Regions from separate parts of the Mus musculus genome. Here region 2 is linked to region 1. The links are chromatin contacts, called in public promoter capture Hi-C maps. All regions are on one chromosome and are shown on one strand. The core of a region is the stretch at or near the end of the contact, and the rest is flanking DNA. Distances in the headings are between cores, read along the strand shown. Region 1 holds the start of Ehmt2 (euchromatic histone lysine N-methyltransferase 2). Region 2 holds the start of Lst1 (leukocyte specific transcript 1).

The links. Capture Hi-C pulls out chosen DNA fragments and counts their contacts.
Region 2: a contact with region 1 is called in a promoter capture Hi-C map of adipose tissue. The contact joins the promoter of Lst1 here to the promoter of Ehmt2 in region 1. A contact is called at or near these places in 5 of 39 promoter capture datasets (the SN4741 cell line, embryonic stem cells, liver and 2 more) and 2 of 9 other capture datasets (adipose tissue and pancreatic islet).

What each region holds. Positions count from the first base shown.
Region 1 is chr17:34,894,935-34,901,212 of GRCm38.p6, reverse strand. It overlaps Ehmt2 (euchromatic histone lysine N-methyltransferase 2), which reads right to left and starts at 2,243. Exons shown (of 27, transcript NM_145830.3): 1 at 1,960-2,243; 2 at 1,647-1,853; 3 at 1,297-1,553. The coding sequence starts at 2,239. Zbtb12 (zinc finger and BTB domain containing 12) reads right to left here. Exons shown (of 2, transcript NM_198886.3): 2 at 4,369-5,992. The coding sequence starts at 5,972. The coding sequence ends at 4,593.
Region 2 is chr17:35,183,826-35,190,464 of GRCm38.p6, reverse strand. It overlaps Lst1 (leukocyte specific transcript 1), which reads left to right and starts at 2,025. Exons shown (of 4, transcript NM_010734.2): 1 at 2,025-2,108; 2 at 3,424-3,519; 3 at 3,861-3,880; 4 at 5,155-5,370. The coding sequence starts at 2,075. The coding sequence ends at 5,286. It also overlaps the pseudogene Ncr3-ps.

The DNA.
Region 1 (6,278 bases), core at 994-3,493:
CTACTGCCCCCTTGACTTGAAGGGCACCAGACACACAAGGTGGTACACAGACATATGTGCAGGTAAAACACCCAGAAGCTTAAAAGTTTTTAAAAAAAGAAAGAGTAAAGAAAAAAAAAAAGAAAGAAAAAAATTAAATGTAGAAGCTGGGTGGGGTGGATCATAGCAAGTTCAGTCTACATGAGACCATCTCAAAAAGAGGAAATAAAACAAGGGCCAGAGATATGGCTCAGCAGTTAAGAGCACTGACTGCTCTTCCAGAGGTCTTGAGTTCAAATCCCAGCAACCACATGGTGTGGCTCACAACCATCTGTAATGGGATCTGATTCCCTCTTCTGGTGTGTCTGAAGACAGTTACAGTATATTCATATACATAAAATAAATAAATAAATCTTTTTTAAAAAAAAGATTATAAATAAAAGGCATGTGTGTACACCTTCAGCCCCAGGATGTAGGAGACAGAAAAAGGTAGATCTCTGTGAGTTAAAGGCCAGCCTGGTCTACACAGCCAGCCAGCCAGGGCTACACAGTGAGACCCTGTTACACACACACACACACACAAAACAACAAAAAACAAAAACTACTCTCTCAAAACAAAATAAAGCTCAAAACAAACAACAAAATAAACGAAACAAGACCCAGAGGAAGGCTACACAAGCCATACTTAAGCTGAATCAAGAGCCCTTAAAACCTTGACATAATTTTGATTTCCAGGTTCTTGTCACACACACACACACACACACACACACACACGCCTCCGCCCACATTCTGTCATTATGTGGCCTTCCCAGGGAAGAGTTCCCAGTAAAAACTTTATCTGGTTTGAGACTGGTCTCAAAGTAGGGATTTGAAAAACAAACAAACAAACAAACAAACAAACGAACAAACCAACCTCCCTAAGCATTTGTTCAGAGGCAAAAAACAAAACAAAAAAAACACAAACTTGGGAAGGCTGATCCTGCCCAGTCATTTGTGTAATTAGGACAATAACTATATAATTAATTCTACATCTGTCAGTCTCCTCTGCTGACCACCCCTCCCCAAAGAACACAAACTCCAGGAAGCCGACAATTACTCTGCTCACAGAGGCCCAGCCCAACAGCTGACACTTGGTAGCCTATTGGTAAATTCGAAAAAAAAAATCTGAATACAAGAGGTCTAAGGCTAAATCCCGGAAGAAGGAAAAAAAAAAAAAAAAAAACCCAAAAGAACAAACCACCAACAAAAACAAAACAAAACAAAAAATCCGACCCAGAGACTCCCCAAGTCTCTCCACCCCAACTTCCACACTCTCACCTGTCCGTTGCTAGGTTTGGACATGGTTTTCCGGGCTCGGTGCACTTTGGGCTGCCCCTCCTGGGCGGCAGTTGTTGCCGGAGAGGGTTCAGGCCCAGCAGTTGCAGCTCCCTGGGCCCCGGGCATGCTCAACAGCCTCATGGCCAAACTCTGGACCGAGGGGGGCGACTTTCCTGCCCCTGTCATTGACATTTTGGCCCGACTGGGACAGGCACCCCCCTTGCTGGGGGAAGAGGGGAACGACTTTGTGGCATGGCCTAGAAAAGAGGCAGGCAGAAAGGGGGTGCAGGGTGAGCAGGCATGCAGAAAGCCCCTCTGCGCCCCGTCTCCCTCACTCCCCAGTCTCTCACCCAGCACGATGCGACCCCCATCTCCCTCCAGGCTCTCGGGTTCGTCCCCGATGAGTGATGCGGCCCCGACAGGGGTGTCAGCCCCCTCATCGCCGACGGTGACAGTGACAGAGGCCGGAGAGGAGGGGCCGGCAGGCTCCAAGGAGTCGGGGTTGGCCTTGGGAAGGGTCTCCTCACTCTGAGGGGTGTCCCCCAAAGAGCTATGAACTGTCGGGAGGGGAAAAGAAAAAGTTCAGGGCTGAAAGCTCCCGGGATCCCGTGTTGGGGGTGGGGAGGGTGGAGGTCCGGTCGGGCCTGCTCCTGCTGCACTCACCTCTCTCGGCGGCTCCTCGGGGCTCCTTCTCCAGCAGCAGCGCCCCCATCTCAGCGGGGGCCTCCCCCTGGGAGGGGAGACAAGGAACCGGGGGGCCGGTCAGCCCGGCAGGCAGCTGGGGGGCCCAAGACGCCTGGGCCCTGGGCAGCGAGAGCAGGCTTCGGGGCCTACCTCGCCCTCGGTGGGCGCCCCCCCGACCGCGGCCGCGGCCGCCCGTGGGGGCCGCACGCCCCCGCCCCCGGGCCCGCATCAGCCCCCTCCCTCTCGGCAGACCCCGCATCTCTGGGGCCGGGAGCAGAGGAGGGGGAGGGGGCGGGGCCTCCGCGCCCCGGCCCCGCCCCCTCCTCCCGGCTGCACGCGCCGCTCCCCCTTTGTCCCCCAGGCCGCGGGGACCCCGGCCACCAACCCCTGCAACGCCCGCTGCGCCCCAGCCCGGCGGACGGCCCCTCGCGCCCCTCGCGCGGGCTCCCGGGGTCGCGGTGCCCACCGCCCACGCAGGGGCAGCGGGCGGCGGCACGTGCGACTCGGCGCCCACTCCCCCCACCTCCCACCCCCTGGTCCCCTCATCCGCCCCCGGTGTTGGCCCCCTGGTTTGCTGTAAGTTCGGCTCGGGCCCCCCGGCCCCGTTGCACCCCCGGAGCATTGCACGAGCGCGCGCTTCCCCCGGGCGCGCGCGCGGGCATGCACCCGCCTCTCCCCCTCCCCTTCCGCACCTCGGCGGCCGCCGCCGCAGCAGCTCCCGCCGCCGCCGCCATCGCCGCTTGCGCGGGGGGCCGAGCCGGCGCGCGGCCGCCCCGGGTCACGTGGACAAGGAGGGAGGGCGAGAAGACGCCTTAAAGGAGCCGCTGCGGGCCTCTTGGCCATTTTTGCCCCCCAGAATGGCCCTGGAGGTCCAGAACTGGGGCCTGTAGGGGAGAGGGCGTTCGCTCCTAGCCTGGGCTCCGCCGGGAGCAAGGGTGAGGCTCGACTGGGCTGTGGCTTCCCTGTCCCCGCCCGGTTTTGGGAACACGTGTAGCCTGAGCCTTTGCAGCTGCCGCGTGTGCCTTTCCCGTTCTGAGCCGCCAGATAGAAGGCTGGGACTATATCAGTTTTGAACTTTAGTGCACAAGAAGGGGCGACAGAGACTCACGGAAGACACCTTTACTTCTGGGTCAGTGTGCTTTTGGAAATCTGGGGGAAGTGTCTTCGGTTGCACTAGATATGTCAACTGAATGCAGCGGAGACCTCAATCTATTGACAGTAACTATTTCTGCCCAAATACTTCTCCATGGAGGGGGGGGGTCATGGTCCAGCAGACAGCTTAAGTATGATGGTAGACACAGCAAGTATACAACCCTGAACACTATCGAGGGCACCATCCCCCTCCAGGCATTAAGTCCTAGCCAAAGCTTGAAAATGCCTGTATGGTTGCTCACACAATATTGGACAGACAGGTACTTATGTTACTGGGCCCAAGGCCAATTCGGCATCTTATGGGAACTGTAGTCCTCTTTGGATTAAAAACTTTTCAGAGCTTTCTGGGAATTGTAGTCTTCTAGGTAATCAACTATAAGTTTAGCTGGTATTTCAACTTTCCTTAAAACTTGAGCAAAAATATGCAACAGATGCCCTTTTGCCATCTCTGTGGGTTCACTGGTCACCTGTGGCCCATGGCTTGCACTGCCACCAAACCCCGCATGGTTTATGCCAGCACCAGGGTTGCCAATCACTGTGTGATAAGGTTTCTGCCTAAGTGTTTAGGGCGTGTTCCGAGTCTCTGCTTGAGGCTCCTTTTGGCATGGGACTACAATTGTTAGCGCTGGGAGAATCTATGGTGGGTAGTCACACACATGCAATTGCCAGAATATAAAGAAAAAATGTTTTTGTTTGTTTTTTTTGTTTATTTTTATGGAAAACAAAAACTAAAACCCCAAACTCCAGAAAAAATCCTAAAAAATAGTTTTCTTTAAAAATACTGTATGTCTCTACTCCTCTCCCTCCCCCCAACAGCCCTCCTTGTGTCCTTTTTTTCTAAGTGCCCTGCCCCCCCACCCCTCCGCTACTCACTGTTCTCGCTACTGTAGCCTAATGTCTCATTACCTACCCAGGTTGCCCACCGTGTTCTCTTACCTGGCACATATCATTTCATTTCCGGTGAGCCTTGTATCTACTTTCCCACTTCCCCAGCATGCAAAAATCTCCTCCCTTCCTTCTGGTACTTCATACATGTGTCGCCCTCCGCTCCCTTCTCCCTGTCATCTATTCTAACCAGGGGCAAGTAAGCTGCTTCCTGGCAATCCCCCTACAATTCCCACCCCCACCCCATCTCAAGAAACGCTAGAATCCCCCCCCCCCCCAGCCAGCTTTAGCCAGGAAAGAGCTGTTCTCCAAAACTTTCAACTTTGCCTTTTTTTTTTTTTCCCTCTCTTCCTCCACATCGTTTATGCACCTCTTCAAAAAAGAAATCTTTCTTTGGGATCCCACATTCCCTCAGCCTTATCAACCCTGTCTCCGGCTCCATCTTTTTCTTCTGCTCTTTGAGGCATGGTCTCTCTCTCTCTCCAGTCTTCCTCCCTCAAAATGTTTGCCTGCCCTCAAACCCCGCCCCTCCCCAATTCTGCCGGGCCCAGGACCGCCCCCAGCCTCTTGGCCTTTCAGCGGATGAGGACATTGATCTCAGCCACACCAGCTTCCAGCACGTTCTCAGCTGTGGTTTTGCCATGCTGCTCCTTGAGGTGCCGCCTAATGGCGGGCTTGTGGGCAAAGCGCACGTCACAGTAGGAGCACCGGTAGGGCCGGGCTCCTGAGTGCAGGTTGAGGTGATCGTGCAGTGTGGACTTCTGAGTAAAGCACTTGCCGCAGATGCCACATGAATGGGACTTGACACCACGGTGGACGTTCATGTGGCGGTTGAGGTTGCTGCTGTGGTTGAACTGCTTGCCGCAGCGTGGGCACATGAAGATGAAGTGTTGCGCACGCATGTGGAAGACCAGCTTCTCCACACCCTGGAACACTTCAGGGCATTTGGTGCATTTGATGTTCTTTAAGGGGTTTCCACTTGAGAAGCCCCCAGGCAGAGGTCCCCGGCTACCCCCTGCCCCCAGACTGCCCCCCGCCCCCCGGGCAGCCATGGCCACCGCTGCTGCTTCCACTAGGCCCGAGGTGGCCCCCACACTGGCCCGGCCTCCTGGGATCAACAACAGGCCTTCCCCTTCCGCGTCCTCTGACAGGCTGTAGCATGCCTTCACCACCCCTTGCGGTGGGGTAACAGTGTTGGGGGCCACACTACTCTGGGCCAGCTCTCCCAGGTGGCTGCTCACAGAGGCCCCGATACCCAGACCCCCGGCTAGGCTTCCAGGGGGTTTGAGCCGGTGTGCCACTTCTAGAGCCGACTCCACTTTGACGATGCAGATGTCAGAAACATCTTCATCTTCATCCTCATCCTCCTCTTCCGCCTTCAGCTCTAGGTCCTCATCCAGCGGAAACTCCAGCTTCACCGGTCGCAGGAGCGGAGGGGGTAGAGGAGGTGGTGGTGGGGGTTTTGGAGCTGGCTTTGGGGTCCTGGCTGGAGGGAGGAGGGACTTGGTGGCACTGACACTGCTTAGGAGGCTAGCCTCGCTGACCCCATCTTCTTTAAGGCCTATTTTGGGCTCAATGAACTGGCTAAGGGCGTTCCGGCATTTCTCCACTACATGCTCCATTTGCAGGTAGGAGGCTGCTGTCAGGTAGTTCACGATGTCCCTGACTGCGAACTCCAGGGCGCCTGTGTAGCAAGAGAGGAGCAAGTCCGCCACAATACGCGCGCTGTGCATCAGTGAGACCTGCAGCTCAGAACTGGGGTTCAGCAAGAACTGGTCCCGGAGGAACGGTGAGCAGGCGGCCAGGATGACCTTGTGGCCACGGAATTTGAGGCTGTCGGCCACGATGGTCACATCACAGAACCGCTCCTCTGCACGGAGCTGGTTCATGTTCCGCAACGTTGCGGCCTCGTGGCCAGGCAGCTGGAAGCGCAGGACTTCCACCCCAGAGGCCATTGTGGCGGGAGTGGACTGCCCTGGGTGGGAAGGAAACGAGTCAGAGACAAAGGTCTCTGGCTGTCGGAGGCCAAGGCTCCAGACCCCTCATCCCTACCTCCCTAGTCTTGGCGCGCCTCCCTCAGTTTCCCCAATTCCAAGGAGGCGCGGTCCCTCCGAGGAGGGAGGCGTGGTTCCCGGGGGCGGGGCAGCGGCGTCCACACCCCCCAGTCCCGCAGCCCGCGCGCCCACGGGAGAATGGATAAAGGGGTGGATGGGGGGAAAAAACCAGAGGATTGCAACTCTGGGGTGGCCCCCGGTTGCAGG
Region 2 (6,639 bases), core at 776-3,275, 290 kb before region 1:
GGTGTAGTCTTCTACACCCCTTTCTCTCTTGGTCACAGTGGCACTGAGAGACCTTCACCTCAGTCCCTCCTGCCCTCCTGCCAATGCCAGAATGCTGCCTTCTGTGGGAAGTTCTCCTTGATGCCCCAAGGCTTTGCTAACATCAGCTTCTCTCACCCACTTCCTGTCAGCATCTGTTAGCAGATTTAGTCTGACTACCTCTGACTTCCCTACTCCTTTGGTAGCACATCGATATCCTGCTGCATATAGCTGCCAGACACCAAGAGAGGTGCCCTGAGACACCCCAGAGTTATCTGGCACTCGAGGTGCTGGGAGCCCATGCCTATGCACAAACCACAAGATGATGAACCTTAAGGCGGCACCGCAGAGGGGGCCCCTGGAGGAGGTGGACATTCCTTTACCAGTACAGGGTGAACCGGGAGGCTGGGGCTGAGGGAGTAACCACCCTAATGATATCTAGGAATCTCAAAGGAAAGATGTAACACCATCTCCCAATGGCTATTCTTCCTCTCCTAGATGCAAGGAGGCACAGAGGCAGTGGAAAGAGGCTAAAACTGCGGGAGGGGCAGAATGCCTGCGGTGGGGAGCTTCTTTCCACTCTGAACAGTTGAATGTGTCCCCACTGTAAACCAAGAGTCTGGGTCAGCGGGGAGTGGGTGGAGATCCGGGATGAGACGGGAAACCTGCTGGGATAAATGGAGGCCAGACTATGGATTTGGAGTTCCCTGAACCCGAAGGAATCTGCATTCACACCCTACCCTCTGAGCTCTTGTGCCTTCATTTTCCAAAGAAAAGAAGCTGCAGCTGAAAGTGGTGGCCCGCCGTATACTCTGCAGGCTGAGGCAGGAAGATGGTGAGCCTCAGGTCAGCCTGGGCTACATAGCAAAATTCTGCTAATAATAATAACTACTAATAATAATCTGTTCTGTCCCTGATTCATCACAGCTCCTCAGGGGTCCCTCAAACCTACAGCATGCCCCTTATAACTGGGAGGTTCTGAGTTTCACGCTGTTGTCCCTCAAGTGAGGGGCCTCTATCTACCCTCAAACAGGAACCAGCAGTTAAAGGGCAGGAAGTACCCAAGGGGAAGTTAAAGCATTCTTGGTAGCCACTACTCCACACCAGCCAAATAAGGTCCTCCCTCCTGGGAAAGGGCACCCTTCTCTCTGGTTTCCCAGTGGTTCCCACAACTACTCCAGACCCTGGCTCCCTTGCCTTCACCAGCCCTCTCACCAGCATTCAGGATTGAGCAGTGTTTCCAGCTTCCTCCAAGTGCCCCCCCCCCCCGCTGCCTTTCCCACCCCCATCAGCCTGGGGCAGAGTAAATGGGAGGGGGCAATACAGCTAAACACTTTCTCTGCTACTTCTGAGTCTCCCTTGGCTTTTGCTTCTTTATTTTTTTGGGTTTTTTTTTGTTTGTTTGTTTGTTTGTTTTTTTGAGACAGGGTTTCTCTGTATAGCCCTGGCTGTCCTGGAACTCACTATGTAGACCAGGCTGGCCTTGAACTCAGAAATCCGCCTGCCTCTGCCTCCCAAGTGCTGGGATTAAAGGCGTGCGCCACCACGCCCCGGCTTTTGTTCGCTTCTTGAGACAGGGTCTCACTGTGTAGCTCTGGCTGTGCTTGAACTCACAGAGATCCATCTCTACCAATAGGGCTGCGTTGGGCTTTCCTTGTTAAAATCTCGGGCTCCTGGCCTGGAAAATGGGTACCACAATATGTTAAGACAAACATAAGCCAGGCAGTGGTAGCACACGCCTTTAATCCCAGCACTTGGGAGGCAGAGGCAGGTGGATTTCTGAGTTTGAGACCAGCCTGGTCTACAGAGTGAGTTCCAGGACAGCCAGGGCTACACAGAGAAACTCTGTCTCCAAAAAAAGCCAAAAAAACAAAAAAGAGAAAAAGACAAACATAAAATCCCCAGCCCAGTGAGGATGAGGACTGTAAAGGGGCCCCTTGCCTCAGAGATGGGGAACTTGGGGGCACGTGACTAACCCAAGCTATTAAGCCCAGCAGAAGAGGGATTAGTTTAGTCTTGACCTTCAGGCCTGTTCTCAGTCCCTGGACTATGTCTGATGACAATGGGATCTGGTAACAATTGCACAACCAGTAAGTAGGGACCCCTCCGTTCGGAAAGGGGAGGGATGTGAGGGCTGGAGAGTGAGGGAAGAAAAGCAGGGTTCAGGATTAGGAGAAGTGGTCAGAATGAGGCAGTACAGGTGGAAGAGGGGCCTCCTGAGACCCGGAAACAGTAGGGAGTGAGCATAGTCAGGAGAGGTAACCCGGTAGGTGAATCTCTAGAGGAAGTGAGAAGTTGAAGTCTGGGTAACAAATATGTCTGGGTAATGAATGTGTAGGCACGAAGCCCTGGGTTATAGTGTCTCCTGTAATCCCAGCACCAGAGAGGTGGGGTGGTCCGAAGGACTAGAAATCAAGGACATGACTTGTCTCTGCATGAGGCTTCAGGAAATTTGGAAGCAGCCTAAACTATAGAAGATACTGCAGAAAGAAAGAAAAAAAAAAAAAGCCAGGCAGTGGTGGTGCACACCTTTAATCCCAGAGTGGGGGGAGGTGGGAGTGAGGGGGCAAGAGGGCCGGAGGGGTTGGGATGGCGGACAGAGGCAGGAGGATCTCTGTGTGTGAGATCAAGACCAGCCTGGTCTAGAGTTCCAGGACAGCCAGAGCTCCACAGAGAAACCCTGTCTTTAAAAACAAAACAAAACAAGCAAACAAAAACTAATACAAAAATACAACACCGCCCCCCCCTCAAAATCTCCTAGAGTATATTTTCCTGTATTTTAAACTGTGAGAGGATAGCAGGGTCCTGGCTTTGACCCCAGAGCCACATAAAACAGCCATGGTAGTACACTCTTGCCAAGCTAGCACTTAAGACACGACACAGGGGTGTGAGGATCAGAAAGTCAAGCATACTCGGCTACTAGGAGAATCTAAGGCCTCCCAGGATACATGAGACTCTCAACATAAAGTGACAGAAAGGTGGGAGAGACATGGGTTGGGAGGGGGGAGAGGGAGAAAGGGCTTTGGAAATGACCAAGAGACTTTTTTTTTGTTGTTTTGTTTTGTTTTGTTTTTCGAGACAGGGTTTCTCTGTATAGCCCTGGCTGTCCTGGAACTCACTTTGTAGACCAGGCTGGCCTCGAACTCAGAAATCCGCCTGCCTCTGCCTCCCAAGTGCTGGGATTAAAGGTGTGCGCCACCACGCCCGGCTGAGACTTTTTATATATGTATGAAATTGTCAAAAAATAGAAAACAGGATTGATCGGGGAGAGGAAGATAGGATAAAATAAAAAATTGGGGAAGGGGGACCCAGGAAAAATATAGGAAGCTAGGAAACTTACATTTAACCAGGAGGTTGGGAAATTGGTGGGGAAAAAAAAAACCCTCTCAGAGATACTCCTTCCAGATGATTTCCTGCTAAATGGGAGCCTGGGACTGGGAGGGCTCCTCCTCCTGCTTGTCATCATCCTGTTCATCTGCTTGTGCCGGTTCAGTCAGAGAGGTAAGCCCTAGAGCATCTCGGTCACCCACAGCTTGCCCTCCACACCCTTCCTACTGCTAGAAAAGGCCAGAGTTGTCCAAAAGACCCAGGTTTTGGCTGTGGTTCCTATGGCAACCAGCGAGGTTGGAGGGGTGGGGCTCCAGTAGGTGTGTTGTGGAAGGCAGTTCTGGGGTGGAGACCTGCTGCTCTGGCGTTGGGGGCCTGGGGTGGGGTGCTATTCTGAGGTAGCAGATTCAATGAGAGGTGCTGTCCTAGGATGGATGAGCCAATGTGGGGTGCCATTCTGGCGGGGGGGGGGGTCAGGGAAGGGGTCTTACTGAACCATTTTTTTTTTCTTCTAGTGAAGAGACTGGAAAGGAATGTGAGTCTGGGGGGACGAGGAGACAAGGGGGAAGGGTGAGGGGTGGAGCAGATGAAGGGGCGGGGAAGGAAGTGGCGGCTGGGGGCAAGGGGGCGAGGGAGGGGGGCTGGAGGTGGGAGGGTGTGCGGGCAGGGGGTGAGGGGACGAGGGAAACCCACGTAGGGAGTGGGGCTGGGATGAAGGGGTGGAGCCGAGAGAAAAGGGAAGAGGAAGTAGCAGGAACGAGAAAATGAAAGAGGCAGAAAAAGAGGCAACCAGAAGAGAGGGAGGGAATTGTGTGTTTATAAGAATATAAAACACTCCAGAAGGACGTAGAGAGGAGGAAGTGAGTGAGAGAGGAAATTAAAAAACAAACAAACAAACAAAACGAGAGAGAAGAGTTCCATCAGGACTACAGGAGCCGCCCTGTCTCAAAAGAACAACAAAAGCAAAGTGGGTGGGGCGTGGGCGTGGCTAGCAGTGTGGTTTAGTTAACAGTCCTTATCCAGCGGGTGTAGAACTGTGTTTGATTCCCAGCGCAGCATAAAACCAGAGCGCTGGCATGTGACTGAAATCCCACATAGAGGCAGGGAGTCTGTCCTTCACTACATATTAAGTTGAAGGTCAGCCTGAGCTACATGAGACCCTGTCTCAATAGAAGAGGAAGTTTGGAGCTTGGAGAGATGGCTCAGCAGTTAAGAGCACTGGCTGTGCTTGCAGAGGCCCTGAGTTCAATTCCCAGTAACCACATGGTGGCTCACAGCCATCTGTAACGGAATCTGATACCCTCTTCTGGTGTGTCTGACCACAACTACAGTGTACTCATATAAATAAAGTAAGTAAAGGAGGTGGGGGAGAGAGGAGGTTCTGAGAAAGTATTTGCTGTAGTCAGGCATGGTAGCTTGTGCCTGGAACCCCAGTACTGTGGGGTACAGACAGGCAAGCCCTAGGGGCTCCCTGGCCAACCAGCCTAGTGGAAATGGCAAACTCCAGTTTTAGTGAGAGACCTTGTCTCAAAATAGATAGATGGATAGATAGAAATAATGTGTAGAAACAGTTGGAAAGTTGATGTCCAAACATCCACTTAAGGGCCTATACAACACAGGCAGACACACTTATATAGAAACAAAGAAAGAGGGAAAGTAAGCGAAAACAGGTTCAAGAGATATAAAGAGGAGAGACTGAGAAAAAAAAGAGTGGAGACACAGGGAGAAAGACAGGTGGGAGCTGCGGCCAGGCTGGGGAAGGATGTGTGACAGTACCCCTGGTCCTCACATCATCCTCTGCACTGCCAGGCCCAGGTCTCAGGGCAGGAGCCCCACTATGCATCTCTCCAGCAGCTGCCAGTGTCCAGTAGTGATATCACAGACATGAAAGAAGACCTCAGCACTGACTATGCCTGCATCGCCAGGAGCACACCCACTTGAGTGCCCCCAAAAGCTCTCCTCGCCCTGGGTGCGTGCTCAGTCACACTATGGTCATCTAGTAAAGTCTGGTTCCCCACTTCTGCATCAGGCTTCTCTATATGTGTCCAGCCCATGGCTCACCCTCCCACCTGCAGAAAGCCAGTAAACAGCTTGTGGTCCCCGGGTAGGAAGGGAGAGCTAAGGGTGGAGGGATGTGTGTGTGTGTGTGTGTGTGTGTGTGTGTGTGAGAGAGAGAGAGAGAGAGAGAGAGAGAGAGAGAGAGAGAGAGACTGGAGAATGAAGAAAATATGAGAGTCCTAAGTAGGAGAGAGGAGCGGGTAAGGACTTATTGTTGGCCTCCTGAGAGTGCTAGATCATTGAGACTTAGAATCACTTCTCAGAGGCTGCGGGAGGAGTGTCCATGATTTCCATGTGACAGGGACCTAGGAGAAATAGCAGGGGCTGCTCAGAGTTACAGGCCTGAAGCTTTCCTCTCCTCTTGCAATCTGTCCCCTCCCATTTCTGCTCCCTTGCCCCTGCTCAGCAACTCACATTTGCCCTGGTAATAGATGGTACTGCCCGTGGCCACAGAGAGAAAGCTGAGGGCGTAGAATCCAGCCCGGAGGAGGAGACTTGTGTGAGCCTCTTGCTCTGTGTTGGAGGCTTGCTGAGGAGGCCCTACAGCAGGACGTGGAGACGGTGGAGAGGAAGGAATTTGGGAGCTCAGAGCAGGGGACCATCCCTAACTCCCAGTAACACTGCATCTTGGGGGATCTCCCACCACCTCACCTTTCTCCACCAGCAGCCGAGTCCTGTCTCCCATTCTGACGCCCAGGCCTAGCACCTCCACCCTGCACACATAGATTCCAGCATCATAGCTTTGGGTGTCCTGTATGAGCAGCCCTGCCTTGTGGTCCCTAATGAACTGAGAAACAGAAAAGGAGACCAAGCGGCCTCTGAACCCTGGAGTCACTTTGCTCAACTCCATCCCCAGGGTCACTTTGTCTTGGTATCATGTGACAGAGCCAGTGGCCGGTTTTCCTCGGATGGCATTGAAGGAGCAGGGCAGGGAGGCAGTAGTCCCCTCCTGCACACGAATCTCAGGGGGCTGAGACACTCAGAGAGCACAGGATCCTGGGAAGAAAGCAAATATCCAGAGAACACTTACTCGGTTATTCCAAAAAGAAAAGTGGTCTCCATAGCTCTCCTTCCCCATGGTATGGGGGAAGCGCTGTCAGGACCAACAACCAGGAGTTTAAACAACCTTTGCTTTTCACCAATCTAATTGTTTAGTTTTTAAATTACACACTGACTCCCTCGCATACACAGCCACCTTTTCTACAGACCCATTTTGGCCAACTCGATCCCTGTAAT